Regions from separate parts of the Anas platyrhynchos genome. Here region 2 is linked to region 1. A link is a contact called in public Hi-C data. All regions are on one chromosome and are shown on one strand. Each heading gives the region's core, a stretch centred on a gene start, on an enhancer-like site or on the middle of the called end of the contact. The rest is flanking DNA. Distances are from core to core; before and after follow the strand shown.

Region 1 (6,267 bases), core at 3,463-5,962:
GAAACAATTCCTGAGAATACATACTGGGAGTGTTAGCAGCAACCTGAGGAATAAGAGAATTTATGAATCAAAATGTTTTTGGATTTTTCACCAGACACAAATAATGCAAAGTTCGTAATTTAAATCTAGTCGTGAAGATAAACTTCAGACTATATAACTAATAGTGTTTTCATTTATTTATTGTTCTACTACTATTTTTCTTTGCTTTAACATGGAACTTCACAACTCTGGACTGAGACCCCACTATGCTAACACCTTTACAAGTTTTTCGATCACCAAAGCCCCAAAGAGCTTAATCTCTAAATACAAATCAGGGGCGTTCCAGAAATGAGAAACTAGTTTCATGTTCAAATTCAATGCATCTCATCCTCTCCATTCAGACTTCATCATACATTTTTAGTTGACCTAACTTTATCATCTTCATCATTCACCATAGAAGTATGTGTTTCAGATTTGGTGAATACCTATATTATCTTTAGCATAATCATCCGTGCTGCATATTAGCACCATAACCTTACTTGATCCAATTAAATAAAGTTTCACTGTTCAGTGCCACCACCTCAGCAAGGCTTTAGAAGCCTGCTTTTTGTCAAGTCTTACTTTAACTCCATACTTTCTCCAGCCCCAGAAACTATTCTGGATTTAGGGCTAAGGAGGTGATGTGGTGCATTGTTGCTGTTGCTTTACTTGCAGGCTCTCTACACTGACATCATTCTGAAACTGTTTTTCCACACGGTTATACCTACAGTCCCCTCTTCAGAATTTCTGCCCTCCCACCCCAGATTCACCTTAAATGCAAAGTCTATGAACTCTTCAGGCTGCTGACTTCACAATTAAGTTTCCTTAGTTTCTCAAAATTTTGTTCTGCATGTTAAAAACTTTGATTTGAACCTGCTTAAGGTAATCCAATTTTTTATAGGCTAGACTGACAATCACTTGTCCCAGGCAAGTTATACCTATTAATAGCTTTTCGACAGCAAGTTAATGAATTACCTTGTCAACAGGACTTGGTAATGGAGCATGGATAACACTGTAAAAGAAAAAAAAGTAAATGCAAAGTACAGGACAGTAGTTCAAAATCCATGAGATCACTATTACTGTGCATTTAATCACGGTACTTTGTACTAAAGCTTTTTCTTGGGGGTAAAAATGAAGAGTTTATAACAATAATGAAAAAACGGTACTACACTAAGTGACATTTTTGAATTTACAGAACTATTTTCAAATTATAAATCTGAAGTATGTTCTAAAAACACTCTACCGACTTCTTATCCAGTAGTTACATATTTGATGTTTCTAAAACCAACTTACTAAGGCTTTAAACAATTTGCATGCACAGAACAACGCTTATGGAAAGAGAGACAATATCGTACTCTTGATCACAAATTCAGAGTATATTAAATGATTTACATAATTCTGTACACTTTCACTTGCACGTTTTCATTAGAAAAAAATGTAATACTACACATTTCTAGTTATTTCTTAGCACATGCAATTACACTGAAAATTTTCCATAATAATAACTTTAACAATAACTTTAGCCTTCCAAGAAACAAATACCCTAAATATCTCTGAATCCTAATGATGTAGGAATATTTAAATAATCAAAGGCATACAGTTGCTGAGGATGAAAGCTGATTAAAATTACGTCATTTGTAATTGTCACTCAGTTACTGCAAATGTTTACTTTTTTGTTATTGTTGTTTCTACCGCTCTTTGAAGTTTTCTCCAATATATGCACATATTCACAGAAAAGCCTCTTGGTATTCATCTTAGTTTGCGAATACTCTTTCATCCAATATATTTTATAATTCCTTCCCCTCCAACTCAGACAAAATTTTCCTTCATTGTAACACTGAGTAACTACACCATGAGGAAACATTATTCTATTACTTATCTGAAGAATATAAACAGTGTTATGTGTACACATGTACAGACAGAGATGATACTTGCTTCACTTTGGTAGACTTTGTTATTTTTGTTAATATAAATGCACATTCTCAAATTGTAAAACAGGGGTATGCTTCATTTGCTTTCTCTTTTCTTGTGTTATTCTGTTTTTAATACCATTTCAGTATACTAAGAATCACATCCAAACAGAGAAGTCAAACTTGGTAAGAACTTAGTTATTCTTTCATAGTTGCATTGATTTTTACAACTGACAATCAAATTAAGATTTATTTTTTCACAATGCCTGCAGAAGAACCATGTTCTCAGTTACTTTCTTTGCTTGAACACACAAAAATGTTCATATGTTGATTTTAAATATAATACCCATCAAATCTTCAAAATACAGAAATTTATTTTTTGCCATACACAGATAGTTATACTTACTCTGATCGCAATCGAGCTTCCATTCCATCTGGAAGAAAAAGTTTGATTGTGGAGACTATACATCCATGGGTAACTGAAAAGAAACAAATAGTACATCATCATGATCCATTACTATTTAATTATAAGTTCAATGCTTAATGATATAGTAGAACGAAGTGAACTGTCTTAAGAAACTCCAAGGCAGGTGAACAAGAAAAGGCATAAATGCCTTCAAGCATCAGTGCTTTGCTCTGCTTTCTCAGACCTTCTCTGTTGACAGAAAACTTTACCATTAGAAATTCCAGTTTAGGCTGTGTACTTGGTCCTGGCCTATGAAGCAGGTCCAATTCCAATTATTCCAAATGAGCAATGCCTGCAAGATTTCTTCACTGCAGTGAGTTAAAACATTATATTTGGTTCATAAAACAAGGGTAAAAAAGAATGCATCTTACCTGTGTTAGTTAACAGGAATATAGAAGTATAAACATAATAATGAGATAGCTTTTTGACACAATTCCTGTATCTAGAGACTTCAGAGGTAACATGAACAATTTATGTCACCTGACACTCATTTGGCATTTGGAACTTGCCAAGTAATCGCTATTTAAAAACACAGAGATCAAAAAGGGAGCACAACAGAGAGTACAGGAACATCCTCTTGGGCACTATGAGCACCAGCAGCATTCAGGACAATATGTATCTACTGTTGTATGCTTGTAGTATGTATCTGAAATACACAGCCCTAGTCAAGAGACCTTTCATTTCAGAAAGATTCAGAAAGTTTGCTTCTCCAGGACTGAATTCAGGATCTTTTGAACTGACGAAAGATCCTGAAGAATAAGAGAAGGAAATAGAGTATTTGACTCTCCAAATATTCAGGATACTCAAGATTCTTCAAATATTCTTCAAACATCAGGATCAATCTCTCTCCTCATTTCCCAAAAATTATACTGATATCATTTTCGATAAGAATGCAAACAATTAAATCACAGCTTTTTTTTTTTTCCTTGTGTAGTTCTATGATTTGGGAAGTAAATCTTCTCAATCTCACAGAAAGGAGGATAGAAGCTACTTGCTAAACACCCCAGCAAGCTGGATCCAAGTAACTATATGGTCTTCTATCACTACACCTAAAGATCCCACCAACATATAAGACACAGCTGCTCTACTTTCGTAGTTATTAATATCAGCAAAACAGTTAAACGGGCTTTGAAAAAAAAAGGACAATGGGTGTTTTAGGACAACGGAAGTACTCCAGGGAAAAGAGACAGGTCTTTGAGGAAGCTACCTGAATAGAATCTAAAAATACAGGAGACAATCCACCTAAAGAGTTCTTCCTTAACCTGCATTCAGTACTAAAAGCTAAATACTTATCCTTTTGGCTACAGCACCTTCAGTTGCTTTGCCTTTAAGTTGAAACATTAAATTTACATGCCAGCAAAGGACAGGACCTTTTTCTTGGAACAGATTAATCCATGGGTTTGGGGGCCTTTTTTCTACAGAATTTACAAATCTGTTCTTGAGAAGACGGTATAAGAATAAATAAAGGTACATTAGGAATATTAGCTGTATTAGCTGTAGCTTGTTGTACTCACACTGCTTTCACATGGAAGGCTCCTTTCCTTTAAGGCACCATAAGGAAACTACTGATTTCAGTAAGAAAATACGAGGGTATGTGAAATCAAAGGTAACAGACAGCCTTACCGCTGCACCGTGTATCAGATAAGCACAGATAAGCACACTGTGAGATTATGTAATTCTCAAGTTTTTTCCTGAATGCTCACACTGAAAAAAACATACTAAAATCTAAAGCTTTTGTGGTGTTAAATAAATAAATATGGGACTTAATAGTGACTGAAATAGTGACAGTGAAAAGGCACGGAGCATTTTGTTTGGTTTATAAAACAAGAAATAAAATAAAATCTTACTCTATAATGAACCGACAGCTAAAGGGTAAACAGAAGAAAAATCAGACAGCCTAAGGGAAAGGCAAAGCAACATATTAAGTGTTATAGTGGCAGCTGGAGAGGCTAGTAGGAATTGCTTTCCCTCCTGTCTCTATTATTTCCTTCAGAATATCTATTATTTCCTTCAGAATAAACAATAATAAATTAAAAAAGAGACCTGTGGTTGCCCAAAGGACAGGGAAATGCCCCTCCAGCCACAGCAGGTCCCTCAGCCCCTTATGGCTGCCCGCTAACCTGTACTCACCTCCCGGGCTGAGGGACGCGTTGTGAAGAGGTCTCGGCGGGGCCTGCGGCCAGGCCCGGTTCTCGGCCTGGCTCGGCTCGGTTCCGGGCTCGGTTCCCGGCTCGGTTTCCAGCTCGGTTCCCGCTGACAGGACCCGGCCCGGCCGCGGAGGCGCGGCGGCTGCGAGGAGGCAGCAGAGGGCGATGCCCGCCCGCGGCTCGGCGCTGACGGCCCCGGGGGAAGCGGGGCCTGGGAGCGCCGGCGAGACCAAGGGCAAAGAAGGGAAAACTCGCTGCCTGCAGGAAACCTGACGGGGCCGACTGCAAAGCGGCATCAAAAGGGGTTCTTATCTTAAGTTTTGTTTTGTCTCAAAACTTTTGCTTCATGGATAGACAGACTACTGGGAAATGATGCTCTTTTCTTGTTTTTCACGTGTTACTGGGAAAAGAGCAGTCAGGGCAGCGACCCCAGAAGTGTTAAGAGGCTGCCTCTGGTACTTCACCTGGCCAGTTCCATGCAGCTGGGACACTGCACGCAGCGGGTGCCCCACCTGCACAGGCTTTTACGAACTCCATGCCAAGGAAAAGAGGGATGAAAGGTCCAAACCTGACCAGAAAAAAAGTGCACAAACTGTATTTGAACTGACTCCTCAGGTTCTTACTGATGGCGCTGGAAAGCCTCGCTCCCTTCCAAGCGGGTACTGTTAACTCTTAGAGAGTCCTGGTAAGGAGCAGGACATTTAGGAACTGCTAAAAGAAAATAAAGCAAAGCACACCAACACAGGGAAAAACGCACAGTAGGGTGATTAATAGATAAACATGGCAATAAGGATAGGGAAATGAGCAGGCCTGGGTGCTCGCTCGTAATAACAACGAGCGGACGAATAAGGAAGCAGGAGGGCTGGAAACATTTCTCTCAGGCCTGTTAATGACTTCAGCTCGGCAGCAGAACTTGGAAGAACCGGTGCTTACATAAGACAGCCCGAAAAAAAGTCACTTACGGAACGTGCCACTATTTTAACGATCCAAACCAAGGTCATATTTGCAAGGAAATGACTTACTAAAACACAGCCTGAACAATAAAATAAAAATAAATATATTCCAGCAATATTTACGCAATTCAAAATTTACCTAGCCAAATACACTCTGCCTATCCAGTCATAACCTTGTAATTGCATACAGCAAAATGCTGTGATGCTTTATGCAAGTAAAGTGTTATATCAGAATGCAAAATGGTTTTAAAGGGAACCACTAATTTAAAAACTCCTTTCATGTCTGTGTTTTGTTACTAGGTTAGGTTAACAGTAACATCTGAGATTACTGCAATGAATTGGTGGAAAAAAAAGCTTTTATATGCATTCCAATTGCATTCATGTGTAACCACTTTAGCTGTGATGCAGCTGTTTCATGCCCCTGCATGATACAATTTTCATTCATTGCTTGAGGAGGCAGGGAGAGCAAGACAGCAAACTTGTACACCTTCCTCATTAGCCAGCTCAGCACATTCATTAGCAGTTCTGGAGTATAGTTCCTATGTTCAAAGCAAAGGGAAGGCAGCAAAACCAGATCGCTCATGACACAGAAGCTTGGTCACAGGGATCGTGTCCTGTAAAGCTAACACAAAGCCATTGGGAAGAACTACTGCTGTCATTCAGGTGACTGCTTACAGTGAAACTTCCACAAACTTTCACGTAAATGAATTGCAAATAATTGCTGATAAAAAAAAAAAAGGAACTATTTTTTTTTTCCAATTAAATCTTAAAAT
Region 2 (6,080 bases), core at 681-3,180, 38 kb after region 1:
AAGTTGCATTATTCTGAGCTGGCCGGCAGCGAGCCACTGAGCGGCCAATCTTGACAGGCTCGTCCAGGTAGACATGACGCTCCTGAAACGGATGAGAGTTCGGGCGGCAAGTGAAGATGGCCAAGGCTGAAGGCATCGAGGACAGATTGGGGTTGCCACACCAACCAGAGATGAAGAGAACCTCTTCCGATGCAGACTGTCCTCCACGATTTTTAAGCCGAACCTCCACAGCAACTTTACATTAAAGCACGACAAACATTATCACGTATGAGAGGCCTAACAACTCATTGTTTCAGTGTGTAAACTAATTCTGGCAATAATCCAGTGAAAAAGCCCCATTATGTCTTTTAACAACATCGGCAGTGGCCCAGAAAAAGTCTAAAACGCACAACTTTCAATCCATCCTCCTCTGGAAGAATAGGAACAAGCATCTGATTCCTTCAAAGAGAAGCAAAGGCTCCTTGAAAGAAGGATAGAATGTCTCAAATCCAAGTAGATGAGTCATACAAATACTTTTGTTTGGGACCTCAACTGCCTTCTTTTTTTTCCCCCTTCCGTAAACAACACTGACCAAAATTCTGACCCACGTAACATGGAAGCAAAGAAAGGTTTAGGGAAGGGGGAAAAGGATCAACGTCCTCTCTCAAAGCACACAGGTGAGGAGCTGGAAGGTGACCACGAAGCCCTCGCTCCGCAACAGGGATCTAGCCGTCTCACAGGGCAAGCCGCATTTCATCATCTTCGCATATTAAAACAAAGCCGAACCGATGGTCCTGGATTTAGGCGCTACGCTCTTTTCCTCCCCTACCCCTGATAAAGCCGAGCTGCTCTACAGTTCCTCGCCGCCACTCAGATAAGGAACTTGATAAGGCATGGAGAGGGCTGCAAGCTGCTTCTCCCGGGGACAAGCCGAGGCGAGGGGAGACTCCTCCGGGGCCGGCCTAGGAGCGGGCTGACAGGTTGCTGCCAGCGGGGCCAGGCGTGGGGCAGGCTCCCTCCTGCCCCCGGGGGGGGTCCCAGCCAGGAGCCCCCTGCTCGGGGAGAGAAGGAGGAGGAGGAGGAGGACGCCGAGGAGGAGGATGAAGAGGAAGAGGCGGCCGCAGCTCCGCTCCTCTCAGCCCCTCCGCAGGTGGCTGCGCATCGGGGGGGGGCCGCCCCTCAGCCCCTCACGCTTCTCCACCCGGCGGCGGCGGGAGAGGCCTGGCGGCCGGGCCCGGGCGCCTCCCGCTCGGTAGCTCTTGCCTCTCCTCAGGCGACCGCCGGCCGCGAAAACTTTCCTCCGACCTGCGGAGGCGAAAACAAACCGGGTCAGACGCGGCCCTCGCCCGGCGCCCCCCTTCCTTCTTCTCCTCCTCCTCACCCCCCCGTTCCCTCCCGTCCCCCCGGCCTAGCGGTGCCCGGCCCCGAGGGAGGCTCGGGGCGGCCCGGGGGTGGAGGAGGAGGAGATGGGGGGGGGGGAAGAGGCTGGGTCTCCCTCCCTTACCTTCAGCGCAGCGGCCGCCATAGTGACTGGAAACCTACCCGGTGCGGCAGCCGGGGAGGGGCGGGGGTCGGGGAGAGAGGGAGGGAGGGGGGGGGAGGGCAGGCGGAGGGAGGAGCCGGCCTCGGCGGGGCCTGACCGGAGGCGAGGCGAGGCGGAGAGGCCGCCCCCGGGCTCCGCGCAGGCGCTGGGGGTGGAGGGGGAGCCGCGCAGCCGCCTTGGGGCTCCGTGAAGCCGCCGCTGTTCCCCCCTCTGGGGTCGCTGCTGCCCTCTGCAGGGCGCGGGAGGAGCCCCTGCGAGGGGGGGGCAGCACTGTGAGGGGGTCGCCCTGTGAGGGGGTCGCCCTGTGAGGGGGTCCGCGCAGGGCTGTGAGGGGCTCGGGGGCAGCCCCGTGAGGGGCTCAGGGGCTGTGAAGGGGGAATGGGGCTGCGCGGATAGGGCACGGTTATGAGGTGGTGAGCGGGGGAGGGTCGCTGAGGTGAATGAACCCCCAGGGTGGGTGCGTCCCCCCCTGTGTGGAAAGGAGCGAGGGGGCTCACCCTGAGGTGGGGGTTCCCCTGCTCTAAGGTGAGGGGCTCACCCTGAGGTGGGGGCTCACTCACCCACCCTGAAGTGGGGGTCCCCCACTGCCCTGAGGTGAGGAGGTTGCCCTCCCTAAGGTGAGGGCACCCCAAGGCAGAGCAGGGTTTCTGCACTGCCTCCAATATCTGGTTTGTTCAGGGTGCTCCCCAACACCTCCCCACCTTCTTGCCATGTGTTTTTCATGCCATTTTGTGATCCTAGGTGTGAAATTTGGGAATGTTGCATGGCGGAGAGGCCGGCTGGGTTTTGCTGGCTCTGGTAACTGTCTGGGAGTGGGGGGGACCCCTTGAAGCAGTTGTCGCAGGCCCAAGGCAGAGTAACAAAAAGTTCAGTGGAGGACAGAGATGGGGTTCACTGGCCCAATGTTCTCCTTCAGCTGTTCATGGAGGCCTGATAACTATAGCACAAAGCCCTAGTTATCCCCATTTTATAGAGATCGAGGAAAGGGTGTTACTTTTTCAAGGTCATACACTAGGCTAGCGCAGAACAGGTCCCTCCAGTCCGAATTCATTTTTAAGTCAGTCAGTCCCTATAAAGCAAACAAGCAGAGATTGTTTGATATAGGATAGATGCTGGGGTTGTGCCAGCACTATAATTACCCTGTGACAAGGTGTTGGGATTAGGGAGATGGGAGGGTTTTGTGATGCCAGGAAGGCCGTGGAGGAAAGAAGTGGAGCCGTGCCAGGCAGTTTAGCCAGCAATATAGGAGAGAAATACATAGCAGTTGAGGTAAGGCAGTGAAGTGCCTAAGAGAAAGAATGATTACTGTGTTATTAGTTATAGCACAGTAAAATCTCAGGGTCATTTTTTTTAACCTTTTTTTTTTTTTTGACTCATTATTGAGGGGGGAGGGTTGGATTCATTGCAGCCTAGTTTTCTATTTTTCTTCTGATGATCCCAAGAAAAAAACAACAGCAAAAACATGTTTGTGTATCTGTGTTTGAAGCAAGGAGATTAAATCCAAAATGAGACACATCTGATTTTTGAAGACGAAAATATACTATATATGGAAGCTTTAGGGTTGTATATTGGTAGTTTTTAATTCTACAGATGGTGTATGTATATGATGCACCACCTCATAGCTTCCATCAGCTTGTTTGTAAGACTTTGCTATTGTGACAACTATATTTCTAATTTACTCTTTTATGTAAATGGAAATTTGATATGTCTGTTGTTTATAGCATACAGGATGCCGTAATGAATCAAAAAGAGGAAAGGAACGTAACAAGAGGATGGGGAAATGGATAAATAAAAGTCTATCAGGAGTTAAATTTGAGGGAAAGGGCTGCAAAAGTAGAAATAATTGAGAACATTTTGGAATTGGAGAGGAGTAAGAAGTAGCGGGAACAAATGCTACTAACAGGTGTTGGAATGAAAAGAATGTTTATGAGAGCATTTCTCGTATTTGTGTATGCATGTTTAATTGAGAAAGGAGTTTGAAAGTCAAATCCAAGATGAAGAAGCAGCATTAGCATTTATAGGGAGTAAGAGGATCAAGAGAACTAAGAGGGATATTAGTTACTGATGTTCTCTGTAAGTACTGTTTTTTCAGATATTAATGCGATTTAAACATATTTCATACTGTATTGTCTGTACAATATCTTTCTCAAGGTTTTATGTGACCAGTAGAACAAACTAATACCCCACGTTTAAGCGTCTTTTAAGCCTGTGCTATCCATATCATAGTATCCTGAACCTTTCTCCTTCTATCCCCTGGAGAAATCCCATTACGACAATCCCAAGGGGCAAGCAGTGGCATGTGCCAGCTGCCCAGTATTTCTGGGTGCTGCCAAGTGGCTCAGCAAACAGAGTTCTGCCTGCTTTCATCAAGGGACCTAACTCGAGCCCTCCTCTTCTGTGCGAGTGCCAGCTTTCGGAGAAGTTGGATGGACTTAGTTCTCTCAGACTTTTTTTAATCCTATTTCAAATTGGCTACTGAGTTCAAAAGTTATTAGAGGCTGAGTTGTAGACTTAAATTAAAAATACAGGAAGTGGTTGCATTCTGAATTGGGGAAACAAACTATAATATGAGTATTTTAAGAGGTATTTGATACTTATCAGAAAGTGTCCATCTTTATTTAAACAGTGGAAAGCAACAGGAGGATGGAGAGAGTTCAGGATGGAGTAATCAACCACTATACTCTGCTCAGCAGAGTACAGAGGGTGTGTAAGCACATGCGTCTTTTCTGCAAACCACTGTTGGTCACACAACCAAAAGAGGCAGTGAGCTTTCACAGCCATGTTAGGTAAGGGCAGCAAGATGCCACTTCGGTGGCCATCCTTTTTCTGGGCGGGAAGTCCATAAAATTTAATGATAGCCATCATAACTGAGGGCAGATACAGCATGCTCTATTGCCATCTTGGATAAGGGAAATGGAAGGAAGGTGTCTGTTGCATTTGTCCCCCAAAGAACTGGTGTCCGTTTCAGAATGATAAAATGTGGCGGGGTTACGGTTTATGTATGTACCTGCTAAATATCTGGATTTTGGTTTGAGTGTGCCAAAGTGCAGGAAAGACCCTTTAGTTCGAAGGATTTGCTGAAAAATAGGATCCTCTGCTGAAGACAGCCTGCTGTGAATTCTAAATTATCTCCAACTGCCAAGAAGGAAAACAGCATCATTATAGCCAATTCAGCGATAAATTTCTGAATGATGTGCAATGATGATCTAGAAGGCTACCAAAATGTTGTGTGTTGGATTAAGGTTGTCACTGAGAAGGTGTTGTGAACTGATTGCTTAGTGGGAGATCCTGTGTAAAGAGAGATTGTTAGATATGGAATGAATGAGGCGTGCTGTGTAGAAAAGTTCAATTTTCAATATAAAAATTATGATGTAAGTTGAAAACAGAATAAATAGATAAGGAGAAAGTTGGAGTTGCACAATTTTCTGCTGTGTTCTCACCCCTGAGACTCATTCAGCAGCAGCTAACTAAATCAATTTTTCTCATGATTACCAGAAATATGACAAATAATATGCATAATTGCCCCACATGAAGCCATACCAAATTTTAAAATATAACACTATATAAAGGGATTTACAGTTACGTAATGTGGAAACATACAGCAGAGTTTGAACAGCTGTGTCCTGATGTTATATCCCTTGCAAAACAAGCTTGCCTCACAAGTAGCTGTAGAGACATACAGAATGAAGCTGAAGCATCAAAAAGTTAAAAATTGTTTCAGAGCAGTAGGTTGGTTTTCCTGCAGCTATAAATGTGTCAGTTCAGATGAGAACAGACAATAATATTTTGGTTCATAGCAATCACTTGTCCGCTAGAGGGCCAGGGGGAGGACCAACTGCATGTCATCTCAGACTAGCTAGCTCAGACAAATGTTTGCTGATCTACAGTTGCTTTTCAGATCCAGTGACTGAATATATAGTAACTTTTTTCTCAGGCAGGAAAAGTGGTCTCACAAAATAAGGTAAACAAGGAATGGCAAGATTCTTGTGACACCGGTGATTCTACAGTTTGTTGAAATATACTGCTTGCAGTTCTTGATAAAATTCACAATATTCTGTGCATGCATGATAGCATATCTCTGGACGTTAGCAAGACTAAATGGTGTGGTTGCAGTGCATATCAATACAACAACAATCCGATTTGAATTTTCAGATACATGTTGTTTTCAGGAGCTGCTGAATACATATACTTTCTACAGATGTTTTCTCTAGCGGTATATTTCTGTCCTTGCTGATATATAATGAGAAATAAATGGAGCAAGATCATTTCCTCAGAATAATGATCATTAGTGGAAAAGAATAACAGGCATTTGCTAATGTTATTTGCTAGTTTCATTATCATGTTTAAAAAGAGTCCAATTATCCTAGTAACTAAAGATCATAGGAAAAAAAAAAAGCCCGTAATATGTATCAGAGCTGCGTTATACCTTATATTTAATTACAAACCTTGCATTGCAGCGTTTGAAGCACTGCGTGTAAACGACTTTTGGAAAAGATTCTGTACAATGATTCCATAAACATTGGTATGTGAGTGAAAAGGATCTGGCTCCTGAGTCCCT

The links. Hi-C and Micro-C count contacts between places; a contact is called where the count stands out from the background.
Region 2: a contact with region 1 is called in a Hi-C map of subcutaneous adipose tissue, with 3 times the contacts expected there. The contact joins the promoter of DENND6A here to the enhancer-like site in region 1. A contact is called at or near these places in 4 of 8 Hi-C or Micro-C datasets (liver, skeletal muscle and subcutaneous adipose tissue).

What each region holds. Positions count from the first base shown.
Region 1 is chr13:12,596,984-12,603,250 of IASCAAS_PekinDuck_T2T, forward strand. It overlaps SLMAP (sarcolemma associated protein), which reads right to left. Exons shown (of 24, transcript XM_038186175.2): 4 at 2,335-2,407; 5 at 994-1,030; 6 at 1-43. Among named protein-coding and RNA genes, the nearest start is that of SLMAP, 40 kb to the right of the region's middle. Within about 2 kb of position 4,713, at least 3 of the 8 cell types and tissues checked have an H3K27ac peak or open chromatin away from gene starts, as enhancers often do. A contact at or near this core is called in subcutaneous adipose tissue, where this site is marked.
Region 2 is chr13:12,638,247-12,644,326 of IASCAAS_PekinDuck_T2T, forward strand. It overlaps DENND6A (DENN domain containing 6A), which reads left to right and starts at 1,931. Exons shown (of 22, transcript XM_072044624.1): 1 at 1,931-2,791. It overlaps SLMAP (sarcolemma associated protein), which reads right to left and starts at 1,632. Exons shown (of 24, transcript XM_038186175.2): 1 at 1,484-1,632; 2 at 1-1,284. The coding sequence starts at 136.